2 separate regions of the Bombyx mori genome follow, and region 2 is linked to region 1. Evidence: chromatin contacts called from public Hi-C data. All regions are on one chromosome and are shown on one strand. Each heading gives the region's core, a stretch centred on a gene start, on an enhancer-like site or on the middle of the called end of the contact. The rest is flanking DNA. Distances are from core to core; before and after follow the strand shown.

What was found. Hi-C and Micro-C count contacts between places; a contact is called where the count stands out from the background.
Region 2: a contact with region 1 is called in a Hi-C map of whole pupa, with 1.9 times the contacts expected there. The contact joins the enhancer-like site here to the promoter of LOC105841380 in region 1. A contact is called at or near these places in 3 of 7 Hi-C or Micro-C datasets (posterior silk gland and whole pupa).

The regions. Positions count from the first base shown.
Region 1 is chr25:7,501,434-7,505,625 of ASM3026992v2, forward strand. LOC105841380 (nose resistant to fluoxetine protein 6) reads left to right here and starts at 2,244. Exons shown (of 12, transcript XM_062676149.1): 1 at 2,244-2,404; 2 at 2,917-2,999; 3 at 3,084-3,265. The coding sequence starts at 2,289.
Region 2 is chr25:7,541,934-7,546,113 of ASM3026992v2, forward strand. The region is part of intron 1 of LOC105841560 (a long non-coding RNA gene); the gene reads left to right. Among protein-coding and RNA genes, the nearest start is that of LOC105841560, 6.5 kb to the left of the region's middle. Within about 2 kb of position 2,463, at least 8 of the 8 cell types and tissues checked have open chromatin away from gene starts, as enhancers often do.

The DNA of each region.
Region 1 (4,192 bases), core at 994-3,493:
AGTGGCTATAAACCAGATATTTTAATCCATACTTAGGAGTAGTTCAACACGTGTACTTAATAATGCAATAAAATTATCACAGCCCGGAAATATCAAAAACTAGTTAGAGCTTTTTTATTTTTAAATTAAACAGTGCTATCTTGCTAAGATACCCTTTATAGAAATAAGTAGATAGATTTTACTTAACATGATCGATTGAATACCAATCATTTCATCTATATATATAAAAATGAATTTCTGTTCGTGAGTCTCGCTAAAACTCGAGAGCGGCTGGATCGATTTGGCTAATTTCGGTCTTGAATTATTTGCGGAAGTCCAGAGAAAGAAGAAGAGAAGTTTAAAAGGTAGATAAATATGAAAATGCTCGGAATTAAATAAAAATAACAATTTTGTTTTCCCTTCGATGTGTCTCCCGTCGGACGGATTCCTTTTGTTTGTTTTACGTTTATTTTATACAGCAGTTTAGGTATTTTATTTATCAATTGAGGTACTAGGAAGTCTGCCGGGTCAGCTAGTAACGCAATAAAAATATCACAGCCCGGGCATATAAAAACTAGTTATAACTTTTCTTATTTAAATGTTAAGATACCCTTTATAGAAATTTACGTAACAAGATCGATTGAATACCAATCATTTCATGTGTTAGTAAAAATACAAATACACATTCAATATGTATCAGTTTTTGTAATATTTAACAGTACAAATTGATGTAATACGGATGCGACATCATGGGGGCACACATAACCTAGCCGACCGATAGAAATCGCTACACGCCACGACATACCCAGAACAAAACCAATTTATGGTATCTCCATTAAAAACCCTCGTACTTACAGAATGGGACTCCCAATCAACGGAGCCACTGGGCGTGCTATTCGGTAACAAGTATCAATTAGGGAATTACGACCAATGCATGAACCCTCCTTGGTCAGACTCTCGGACCGATTTACTGATGAAGTACTGCCTCGTTGATATCATCCTCGAGACAGAACAGAAAAGCTATGAAGTCGACACCGCCTTTTCTCCTTACCAATCGGCATCAGATTTTTTAAGGGTACGATGATCTTTTATATATTTTTTTATTGCTTAGATGGGTGGACGATCTCACATCCCACTTACTGTTAAGTAGTTATTGGAGCCGATAGACATCTACGATGTAAATGCGCCACCCACCTTGAGATATAAGTTCTAAGGTCTCAAGTATAGTTAGTTACAACGGCTGCCCCGCCCTTCAAACCGCAACGCATTACTGCTTCACGGCAGAAATAGGCAGAGTGATGGTACCTACCCGCGCGGACTCACAAGAGGTCCTACCACCAGTAAAGTATTATCTATTGATTTAGTTTTTTTTGAAACAACTACCAAACCATTTCTAGTTATAACTTCACCTACTAATGCCCGAGGTGACGGTCCGTTTCAAAAATGAGATTAAGAAATCTAGTGATAGATATGAGTCGTCTATTATCAAAGGTGGCAATCTGTGCATTTGGACAAATTTTTTTTATTGATATGTCAATTCAGATTGATTTGAATATAATCGTCTCCTTCAAAGAATACGGTTCAAAACCTGCATTAAATAAAGGTTAATAGTTAACCTGTTATTTATCTAAGATGTCGTTCCGAAGAGTTTTGTGACTGCCAATGGAATACAAAGTCAATAATTCGTTTTTCTGATTTACCAATCATTGTCCAAAAGTCAGATTGCCGGCTTTGATACTAGTCGACTCATATATACCTACCGTCTTTAAGTGGAAAACTTTCGACTCTCTGAAATTACTCTATGTAATGTTTCTACTTCAACAATGCAAAAATGGTATCTGGCTATCGCCGATGCGCTTAACTCCAAGTGGGCTGTGAGCGATCTTGGTACTTACACATCATATCTATACACTATATCTCAGGGATTCCCAAACTTATTTTGTCTACTACCCACTTTGAGACTAAATTATTTTTTAGCGCCCCCATTTTTTCAGTCGGTGTCTAAGAGGCCTAGATTAAATTACAAATCGCCTCCCAAGCCTCTACACAACGACCCCATTTTTTTCTGGGTCTCTTACCGCCCCCCTTTAGGCCTGCAGAACCCACAAGGGAGCGTTATCGCCCACTTTGGGAAAGGCTGCAGTATATCTCAATAAAAATATAAACAAAACTCGTTTTCAGAGCATCACTGATACATCTCTATTTTACAGTACCAACCTCTTCACGCGCGTCCCCTTAATGAGTTACAATGGGGAGTTTGCATGCCTGCTTCCTGTCCACCCAGCACAATCGAGAAGCTGTTGGCTGCGATGGTATCACGGAGTCACCTTGGCACATCCGGTATCAATGCTAGCATTGCTATAACTAATGCATGTCAGACTAGTGGGAATCATAAGGAATTCGATGCTCTATTCTATTATTTCGTGTAAGACACATTTAATTAACTAACTTGGGATATTTTGATTGGTATTTACTTTTCGTTAAATGTTATCTTCGTAAATGGAAGGACAATTAAAAGTAAATGTTTATAATCAAATCATAATATGAAAGGTGGGGCCCAGCAATTACGCACATTATAATTTTAGGGGTTTGATTTTTATTACACGATTTTATTCCTTCACCGTGGAAGTCAATCGTGAACATTTGTTTAGTACGTATTACATTAGAAATATTGGTATATACCCGCCTGGTATTCGCACACCGGTGTATCGCTCGATATGAATGTACCGGACGTCTTAGCCTTTAAGCCACGACGACGACAGCGATACATCATCCTTAGGCTAAAAACAACGTAGAAGCTTATTGCAACACCATCACTGTTCCATATTTTTTCTAATACACAATACTCCGCTTTTGCGACAACAACACAAAATTAACATTTATGTGAAACAATTTCACAAAAATAACCTAAATAATAACTAAAGTATTTAATTTTAGATGTACAGTGGGATTGTTAGCAGTCATTTGCCTAGTATGCACTTTTGTGTCTTGTTCCAAACAACTCAATGTTAATACAACAAGTAAGTCATCATGCGTCATTCATTATAAATATAATTCTAGTTTTGTTAATACCAATATGACATTAATTAACATTTTAATTCCAGTAACACAAGTGATAAAGGCGTTTTGTATGAAAGAAAATGCCTCTAACCTGTTTAAGATGAGAAGAGATGGCTTGGAAGCTATTTATGGAGTCAAATGGTTGACAATGTGTTTGATAGCTGTTGATCATCTGATAAGTATTGTTAATTCTGGTCCTATCAGCGATGGATATACTTCAGATCGAGTAAGATTTAGTTATATTATTATACTAGCTGACAAGGTAGACTTCGTAGTGCCTCAATCGATAAATAAAAGACCTAAACTTTTGTATACAATAAACTTAAAACAAACAAAAGGAATCCGTCCATTCATTTATCTACCTTTTAAACCTTCTCTGGACTTGCACAAATAATTTAAGACCAAAATTAGCCAAATCGGTCCAGCCGTTCTCGAGTTTTAGCGAGACTAACGAACAGCAATTCATTTATATATATATATAATATATAGATTATAATAATGCTGCATGCAGACGGTACGGCATATGTTCGTTTAAAATTGAGGCGACTGCCTTATGTCATTAGGTCGTTAATGTGCTATCTCGTAATACCACAGCAGCACGTGAGCCGTGAGATTGTGTGAATGTCTAGATGGATATCTAGATCAGATTTTCTCAAACTTTTTAGTCGCAGCACACTTTCGACGATTTCAAAAGTTGACGGCACACAAAGAACAAAAGATCAAGGGGTGAAGATTGAAGGTGGAAGCAATATTTCGCTACGCGATATTTATCTTTGTGATTAAAGGTCAATTTTATTTGGTTTTTAATTGAACTACAATTATGTTTACCCCATTCAAAAAGCTGAATAAATTGTTTGTCAAGATATTTTTTCGAAATTTTAAACTTTAATGACTCCCGTGTAGAGTTGCAAAAATGTCGCTTAGAAGTGTAGCCACAACTTGTGTCATTCGCACGACAAATTTGAATAGATTTGACACAAATAATGCAAATCAAAATAATTTATACAATAGCGTTTTATTCGGTTTTTGCGAGTCGATGAAATAATTAAAACTGCTTATACGGTATTATCTCGCATTTTTTAAATGTTATTATAAAAAGCAACGTTTTTTGATTAGACGATAATAAGCGTAATTACTCAAATGTGACCGTGAC
Region 2 (4,180 bases), core at 1,213-3,712, 41 kb after region 1:
GTGTTTCTGTACATTCCACTACCTGAATTACGAAAGATACTTAAATTACTGTTTCCTCCTTGAATTCGCCAAATCGACACAAGTGACTAATCGCAGAAATTCAGCGGTGCAATTCAATAAAACGATTCGATTGGTTCTTATTCCAAAACAAACGTGCTTGCCGTTCTAAACGGATTTAATTTGGAATTCCTTCAGAAATAGTTTACATAGTAAAACTAGAATTCTACACGTCCTATATTTACAAGCAACTTAAAAAAATATGCACATTTTTCGACCACTCAAAGCTTGAGTATATTAAATTAGTAGATTGAATAAAATCTTTAATATACACATTCCTTTGGTCTCATCATTCGATGCTCTTATCAGCTGACGAGCGAATACGTCACTTTGACGTATTGTCGACAACATGGCCGACAAAATGGCGAGTCGTTTGTTTATTTACAACTTTGCAATATATAAGAGCTACCTAAATACAATGACATTGCATGAGACAAGTTATCAGTACAAAAAAACTCGTCTTAATTAAGAGGTTGACTAACTAGATAACTAATTTGATGACTGTCTGTATCTTCACGTAAGGAATTCATAAATATATGCTGAAGCAATGAAGGCTGAGGTTGAAGGTATTAAGCAAAAAACCGGTTTGCACATGAGATATTTATTACACATGTATAAAAATTAATGCACCACATACTATAAAAACAATATGAAAAACATTCCATATATAAAAGAACAAATAAACATAGCATATGTATGTAGCACGTGCTCATAGTGTGATACCTGAGATCCTAATAAATAAACATCTAGTCTTGCCAAACCGTGTGCGACTGTTCCACATGTTTGCTGTAAATCCGGTTTGTAGTAATCACTATCTCAGATGTAAGTATATATATTCCGTGGTTCTCAATTTACAACAATGATTGGACAACCTACAGACAAACGCTGGTTAAAATCACTTAGCATTTACGTAAGACTTGTGTAATTATATTGTTCCTTGCGCTGACGACAAACGTCTGAATTATATGGATGCGAAACATTCTATATAATATATGAATTTGCTCTTGTATCGGACACGTTTACAGGATAAAATTTTTTTGGATTTTCTTATATAATATGCATCAACAAGTTCACGGTCTATACTATTATTGTACAGTATAACGGTTATGCTACCCTTCGAACTGGAACGCAATACACATGACTGTGTCGCGGGGTTGCGGCAGAAATTGACAGGATGGAGGTATCTACCGGTGCGGGCTTAAAATACGCCCTACCTAGTTGGCTGGCAACGATAGTGAGTTGGTATAATAGTCAAGAACGTTAGATTAAAACTGAGACCATGTTATAGACTCATGTCTCGAGATGGGTGGCGGCATTTACGTTGTAGATTGGTAGGCAGCGGCTTGGCTTTGCCCCTGGCATTGCTGAAGTCCATGGGCGACGGTAACCACTCACCATCAGGGGGGGCTGTATGCTCGTCTGCCTACAAGGGCAATAAAAAAAAACATCCGGTTACCACTAAATACCAGGTGGGTTTTGAGCTCGTCCAACCATCTAAACAAAAAAAATTCAAGGACGCTACTGCCCATTATCTGATAAATCCATTAGTTGCATTACCTATACGATATTCACGGGAAGAGGTGGTGATATACTAAGGTCACACAGTCAAAAACTGAAGCGTAAACTTAAATTCTTTCATCGATATTTAGACGTAAGGTTGAATTTTCAACTACATTGACGGCTATCCTAACTTTCGAATTGCAACGTATTGTCTTTTCGCGGCAAATTTAAGTAGAATAATGCGGTGACGATACACTACTATATACACTTATGTATTTTTTATGGAGATAGAAGGGTAGGCAAGCTCTTTCCCAACCTGCTACTAAGTTGTAACTGTAGCAAATAGACACCAATATCTTGAGACACGTAGTCCAAAACTCAAACGAAGCTCAAAACCTTGCCGTGCTCTATAATAATATCTTCATATTCGGTTATATTATGCAAGATTCTCTGGCTTCCAACCATAACTCGTTCAACTGTTTCCTCAATGTAAAATTCGTCATAACTAGTTTGCATACGCTATGATTTGGTTTTGTATCGGAATTTACGTATGCATATCCCACACCCACTCATTGTGGCAAACATTATTTCCACGCCCACGAGTACCGAGCTAGAATCCATTGAGGAGTTATACACACATCTAAATCACTAAATGCTATGAAATCATGAAAATATCAAGACAACGTCGATAATGTTCTTATCAATAATGTTCTAGCTTATCAATTTCATTAAGGAGATGCATAATGCGGATGTCACGTAAGCTGGCAATTCCATATTTAATGAGACGTGCACGGACCGACTTACGCACACGTATAAGGAAATTTGCAACAGTGTATAAGACCAAGAATACACACGATCATCTGTATGCGTGCGACACACTAACCAATGTGGACCCTTTTCTAAGCTTACACGTGTAACAAATTGATGCAGCGTGGTGGGGTGATGTTATGTTTAGGGCCCGGCTTGTGTGTGTTGCAGCTTGTGCGATGCAGATGTGCGGTGGGGGCACGCGGGGCAGGGCCAGGGTCGAACGAGCAGACCTTGAGCGGGCCTAGCAACACCGCTGCCAGCACACGCCTTATTTATTTCTGTTTAACTCGTCTGCACGTTTGCTTGCAATTTAAACGTTTTATGGAGCCCGTAATGGCAGCAGACGGGAATGTGACCTTTGTGTGCATTCGTCAGATGATCCCCTAGGCGAGACGCAGGATACGAACGGAATTTTAAACAGTTTTGTCTTGCTTGTTTATCTTAATGATCATATGATTTAATTTTCTTTTTATAGTTTCATATAGATAAAATTATAAGTTCGTTAGATTTATTTTTGATTTATTGATTCTTAAATGTAATAAGAAAATAAAATTGAACACAGTAAATCGACTGAAGTGACGGTGTGAAGTGATTTATTCATTGTCTATTCTGTTTATGATAATTGTGGTACGATTCAGATTGCGTCTGGTTTTATTTTAAAAAAAAATCACGGTACAATATTCCAGTAATATTAAATTTGTTGTTTTCTTTAGTTTCTCGTTGATAACAACAACGGATTTGCTGTGGAATTTTAATTCAAATGTCATTTTATGCGATTGCACCTGCATTTATGTCTTCGTAATCCGTATAAAGACATCCCTGTTTTGTAGAAACATAAGTAATTTAGATCAAAATCTCCAAGCACGTACGGTGGTTTCCCTATTCGGATTCGTCAAAGGGAGTTATTTGGATGTAAAGTTTTAATGAAAACATTGGATGTGATAAAAGAGTTGTTCAAAAATTTAAAAATATACTCAAACTTCAGTAGGAAAAAAAAGGATGAAAGCAGTAAGAACCCGACATATATTTATAAATACTAGTAGTCCCCCGGTAGTCGAAATTCGACTATAATAAATTGAAATTATAAGCTTGCACGCTATTATGATTCTATTGTCAAAGACTGTTATACTTCTGTAATCACAGATTTCGGAAAGATTATGTAGATTTTATCTATTCTCAGTTTGACCACAGACTTTATACAATATGAAAAGTTTGACAGTAAAAAAATATAATGCATGAGTGTGTGTGTGCGTGTGTGTATGTCAAATGCATGATAGTGTGTGTAATGTCTTTTTTAATTGATTTAATGTATTTTTTATGCATAAATAAAAAAAAATAACATTCTGCACTCCCTCTCTATATTCTTTATAAGTGTGGGAAATTTCATACTCTTCATCCGCGCAATTTTCGTAAAAACGAATACAAAGTTTTTGGTTCACGTATTAATATATAGATTTATAGCAATAGTAACCGTAGTTGGACCCAAATAAGGCTTCAGCGCCTCGAAGGCCTCGAAGAGCTAAATTTCTTCCAAAGGCACTGTTGTGGAAGGATGCGGTGCCCCACCATGTGTATTTTCCCAAGAAAGCCTCACGAGGTCACGACCCTCAGCGTTAAGGATTATCGACGCAAGAAAAATCGTGGTAGTGGTGAAACCCAAAACACCGCATCAATCGAAATACATCAATTTCATTAACAAAACACTTGAACCCCATGTCATAGGTACCAATGAAAATTGTGGTATGCATAAAAAGTAAATAAACGACTATATACAAACAAAGTATGAAATTATTATGTCCTTATTTAAGGTTCA